Linked DNA regions of Danio rerio: region 1 is linked to region 2. Evidence: chromatin contacts called from public Hi-C data. All regions are on one chromosome and are shown on one strand. Each heading gives the region's core, a stretch centred on a gene start, on an enhancer-like site or on the middle of the called end of the contact. The rest is flanking DNA. Distances are from core to core; before and after follow the strand shown. Region 1 overlaps crtc1a (CREB regulated transcription coactivator 1a). Region 2 overlaps cnn2 (calponin 2).

Region 1 (2,906 bases), core at 358-2,857, 38 kb before region 2:
AGTTTAATTACAGTAACTAGTTAGTTTGTAACTGATTACACCCAATGTTGACTGTGAGACATAGCTTCAAATGAGTATTTTTAGGAATTTTGAGAACTAAAGTTGCAACTTTGTAATGTGACTGTTTCCTTTTACTGATGGTTAAGGCATTAATTTGAATTACACAAATGTAACCATTCACCATTGTTTTTTGTCCTTATCCTTTAAAAAAAAGAAAACAATATAAAAGTGTACAGAAGTGCACTGCCTGACAAAAGTCTTGTCGTCGATTCCAGTTGTAAAAGCAACAAATAATAACTTGACTTCAAGTTGATCATTTGGAAAAATGTCAGATAGTGTCAGGTAGATTTTTTTTTAGATCAATCGTCTGTTGAGCTGCATCCCAATCATCACAAATACTGCAGAAGACCTATTGGAACCCACATGGACCCAATATTCTTACAGAAATCAGTCAAGTTTGGTGAAGGAAAAAGCATGGTTTGGAGGGCAAATTCTTCAGCAGGATAGCACTCCTTCTCATTCTAGCCTCCACATCCAAGTTTCTGAAAGCAAAGAAGGTCAAGGTGCTCCAAAATTGGCCAACCCAGTCACCGGACATGAACATTATTGAGCATGTCTGGGGTAAGATGAAGGAGGAGGCATTGAAGATAAACACAAAGAATCTTGATGAACTCTGGGAGTCCTGCAAGAATGCTTTCTTTGCCATTCCAGATGATTTTATTAATGAGTTATTTGAGTCATTGCAGAGATGTAAAGATGCAGTCCTCCAAGTCATACACAATATTAATTATTTTTCCACTGCACCATGACTTTATATTTTACACTGTACATTATTTTTGTTAAGTGACAACACTTTTGTCTAAGCAAAGTCAAACCTTACTGTTCTAATTAAAAATTCTTAATCAAGACATGTTCATATTTTATTTTGGTAAAATAAGTGTAATCTAGAGGCTTTGCCTTTCCTATAAACCACTTTTGATACCAAATGATCAAGTAGAAGTCAAGTTATTATTTGTTCTTTCTAAAACCTGGATAGGCGACAAGACTTTTGTGATGTGGTGTATGGAGTCAGTAAGATTTGTTAATTTAAAAACACCAAAATCATTCAGCAGAAATGCTGCATATTAAATTTAGATCAAAATAATAATAATAATAATAATTAATAATTATATTATCTAAAACACAATTCAAAGTCCAGACTTTTGACTGGTAGTGTAAATAAAAAACTCTTTCCTTTTTAAATTCCCTGCTTGTTCAGTTTTAAACACCTCCAACATCTTCACATTACCCTAATGAAGAGTTACCAATACTTTCTAGAAAAAAGATGATCAACAAATACATATATACAATACATATATTTCTTTTTATAAAGAGTCAGCAGTCTAATAATAACAGCACAGTCATCCTGCACAGCTGCACAGTTTATATGGCAGAGTAATCAGAGACACTGTAGTAATCTGTTCCTTGACTAACCTGAGAGACGCAGGAGTCCGAGGTCCCCTACAGGGGCTCTGTTGGTCTAACTTGGTGTTGTCCCATGTAGGCTGCTTCCCTCCAGCAGTACCGCTGTAGGGTGGGGTCTTCGGCCAATCAGTCTCCAACCTCTCCGGTCTCCAATCAAGGCTTCTCTCCAGGGGGCTCGCCTCAAGTAAGGGCGAATCCAGCAGCCGCTGCTTCCTCCCTGTAGTTTGTTTTGTTTGGAGCCGATCTGGAGCCTGTCCCTTTAGCCCGCTCTGTGTGTCCCAGTCTAGTCGTGTCCCCCCCAGTCTCTCTCTCTCTCTGACCCCTGGCTGCTTCGCTGTGTGTCTGAGCACCACGTAGTCGTTCTCTGTGTGTATCATGCTGAGGAGCGATGCAGGCCAGTTTAAATGTACTGTATGCCGTACTCATTGCTGTTACACATCCTTTCACTGGATCATGTGCATATTGTGCGTTTTGAGCCGAGTTGCTGGTTGTGGTAGTATGACGTGAAACGATGCTCCTTTGAAAGATGAATAGGTTTGTTCACCCCTAAATGAATGTTTTCATCATTTACTCGCCTTCATATTGTTCTCATCTTTTCTTCAGAGCACTTCAAATGAAGATGTTTGTAATCAGATATGAGAGATTTCTGTGACATCATCGAAAGTCTGTTCGTCCACATCAATCATAATGATAAGATAAAAAATGTCCATATTATGTAGGTAGTTTATTCCATATGTTCTGAAAAGGCTGAAACATGTAATGCTGAACAGATTTATATACTGTAGGTTTTTGTTCATGAGTAAAAACAGATTACTAAACAGTTTTGCACATTCAAATTTAGGGTTGGGTATTGATTAAGTTTGTAGTGAAACCAGTGCTAAATTTATCTATTAATTATACCACTGGATGAACTGATATATCAGCCTGATCTCATGAGAAAACGTAAGGAATTTACGTTTTGTCAGTTAAGTGCTTAATTCGTACAAATTTGTTCAATTGTACGATTTTAAAGAGGAAGCGAGGCACCATACCTCACCCCTAAATCCAACAGTCATTGGGTGATGAGCAAATCGTACTAAATTGTTTGAAATAGATCTTATGAATTATTACAAAATAGCCACTAAAACAAAAAGTTATGTATTGTTGTGACATTGTGTTAGATATATACAAAAATAATTAAAAAACAGCTTCAAAATTCAGTCATTAGTTTGCATAAATATGATCATATTCACTTCCACTGGGAAAATACGACACTTGACAAATTACATGTCTGGAGATTGTTTAGGTGCACTTGTCCATCATAAAATTTGTGCTCAGAAGCACCTCGCTATGCTTTTGGCATTTTTGAGATGTCAACAGAAAAAAAAGTGGTCTGCATGAGGAAAAAATGCTGCTGATTTTCATTATTGTTGTCTTCACTATTCTTGTTGTCATGTCTTAGT
Region 2 (2,800 bases), core at 112-2,611:
TAACTGAAATATAACAAAAATATTAGATGAAAGATGAAAAATGTAAAAATAATAATGTAACCAAAGTTTTGGTAGGTGAACTGAAATAAAACAAACTAAAAAAAAAAGCTACACACAGACACACACAGTTGTATAGTTATCTCTATGGTTAATTCCCATAGACATAATAAATTATAACCCCATCCTCACAGGAATAATTCTGCATTTTGTTTTGCGTTTTCAAAACACTTAATTCTGCATGATTTTCAAGCCATTTTCCCTCATAGTGACCAAAAAAAAGTCTCCAAGGCCAAATTTTACTGGTATTGATAGGCTTGTTGGTATATTTAATCCCCACAATGTAAGGAATACAAGGTACACACACATATATTAAAACAAGTTACAAAATAAAACAACTAATAAATAATAATAAACAAAAAATAAAACAACTAATATTCATCATAAATTGTGGTGTTAAATGCTGACCTTCCTCAATTTTATTTCATATTTATATAAATTATATAACTTGTGACAATGAAAATCTGACACGTACAGTATTAAGTATGCTGATGTTATGGCATTGGTGGGATGTGTAAAGGATATTCAGTTATTGAATAGTTCTTTAAATTTTGTGAAATTCACCACAAGTTGGACAACAGAGAATTCTTAGCAGCTTAACATTAGTAAGACGAAAGAAATGTGTTGTGGGACAAATAAAATACGCACATTTTGTAATCCTTTGCTAACTAATGGGGAGGAAGTTAAGCAGGTGAGGTTTTTTATATATTTAGGTTTGGAGTTTGACTTTCAATTGTCTTTTGATAAACTCTCAGAGAATGTTTTGAAAAAGGCTCAACAGTGGTTGAGTTTGTTGAGAAAACTGAAAAGTGTTAATAGTGGGATGAACATTTCGATTGTCGTATAAAAATCACTTGAGTCTGTTTTTACATTTAATATTGTAGCCTGGTTGAACTCTGTCTCTGTTAAAATCAAAAATAAACTTTTAAGATTAGCAAATGTAGCAAGTAAAATAATTGGTGAGAGCAAAAAAACCCTCACTGATTTATTTATAGCAGAGACAAAAAGAAAAACCTCCACTATTGTGGAAGACTCTTCTCATCCTTTACATGAGTCCTTTAAGTTACTTCCGTCTGGCAGATAATATAAAGTACTTTTAGCAAAAAAATCTAAGTACAGGAAGACATTTATTCCCACTGCCATTGGTTTAAACAGCATTTTAAAAAACTGTGTAAGTACATTTATGTTTGCTTGTTGTGTGTGAACCTGTCTAAAGTGTGGGGCAGACAATAAAGCTTTTTGAATTGAGTTGCATTAAACCAAAAAGTAAAAACAACAATTTAATTGATTAAACAAGTACTATAATTGTAAAAAATCTCTGATGTGTTTCTTCTAGGCTGGTATGACAGCTCCAGGCACTCGCCGTGCCATCTACGACCAGAAAACTGGCACAGACAAGTGTGACAACTCCACCATGTCTTTGCAAATGGGATATTCTCAAGGTGCCAACCAGAGCGGGCAAAACTTCGGTCTTGGCCGTCAGATCTACGATGCCAAATACTGTCCTAAAGGTGGCGCTGTTGCAGCTGGAGAAGGAAACGATGGTCAGTACACAGATTACCAAGACGAGGGTTACCAGGGCTATCAGGACGACGGCCAAGATTACTAAATCCAAACAAGTCTGAATAAAAGAAGCTAAAGGGAAGTTGATACTTCCTCAAACAAAAAGACCCAAAACATGCCATTACACATCACAGTAAGCGTGCCATCTGCCGGATAGTGATGAAAGTAACCAATATAAAACATATCACTTATGTTATAAATATAGCGTTGTTTTAAATTTTTATAAACCATATGTTTTGTTGACCTGAAATCAGAGTGCCACAAAACATATGTGTGTAGTGTTATGTGTATTGATATTTCTTGTATTTTTATATGGTTCAAGTGACATTCATTTAATTGCACAACCACTATAATAATATTTAGTATTTGCGTAGTTGTTCATAGTATTTTTTTTAAATTTGTTTCGAATGCTGAAACGCAAGTGTGACGGGGGTTATTGTGAAGTTGCATTTTCATAATCCCAAACGATGAATTGTATTTTAGTTCCTGCTCTAATCAAACTGTTGTGTAGAAAATTGCTGTTGAGTTAGTAAGTGAGCCTGATTTTGTACTGATTGAATACAGAACATGCTCAGGGGTTTAAAAATCACTCTCTTTTTGTCGCTCGAACATGTGAAGGTGACTTTATGCTGTTACAATTGAAAGATGCAAAGTTAAAATAGTGAGGTTTTCATTGTAGAGTCGTTCGTCGTGTTAATTTAAGAGCTTATTTCCCCAGTCGTATTTTGTTTTTGTGTTTTTAGGCTGGAAAGTGAGAGCACATTCTTGACATGCACAAAAAGGAACAGCTTATCTATCATTTCAGCAGCATTTCTGCTTTCGCCATTCTAAACATTACACTTCCTCACTTAATATGGGGGGATGAATGCGGTTTGTTTTTATAATACACTTTAGTGTCTGACGTGCCGACTGTAAGGAGTCTTAAGGAGTTCATCTTTGTATTAGTGTTTCATTTCTCGTTGAATATTTTAGCGCTTGCAGAGCCAGATGAACTGGAGCGTGTCTTGTTTTTGTTGGATCTTAGTATTTTGAAAGGAAATTGAAGTATATCATTGTGAGCCTTGAACATTCCAAATTAGGAACTGGATTCACTTCTTTCATTCCACAGTATTTTATTCTCATTCCAAAATACGCTTTGTACTAGACATCGGAGATTCGAGGTCTGCTCAGATAAATTACA

Evidence for each region. Hi-C and Micro-C count contacts between places; a contact is called where the count stands out from the background.
Region 1: a Hi-C map of an unstated tissue shows a contact between it and region 2, with 3 times the contacts expected there. The contact joins two enhancer-like sites. A contact is called at or near these places in 2 of 18 Hi-C or Micro-C datasets (caudal fin and an unstated tissue).

Annotation. Positions count from the first base shown.
Region 1 is chr2:27,917,327-27,920,232 of GRCz12tu, reverse strand. All of the region lies in intron 10 of crtc1a (CREB regulated transcription coactivator 1a), which reads left to right. Among named protein-coding and RNA genes, the nearest start is that of crtc1a, 16 kb to the left of the region's middle. Within about 2 kb of position 1,607, at least 4 of the 62 cell types and tissues checked have an H3K27ac peak or open chromatin away from gene starts, as enhancers often do.
Region 2 is chr2:27,879,047-27,881,846 of GRCz12tu, reverse strand. cnn2 (calponin 2) reads left to right here. Exons shown (of 7, transcript NM_213349.1): 7 at 1,394-2,800. The coding sequence ends at 1,666. Among named protein-coding and RNA genes, the nearest start is that of cnn2, 4.6 kb to the left of the region's middle. Within about 2 kb of position 1,361, at least 6 of the 62 cell types and tissues checked have an H3K27ac peak or open chromatin away from gene starts, as enhancers often do.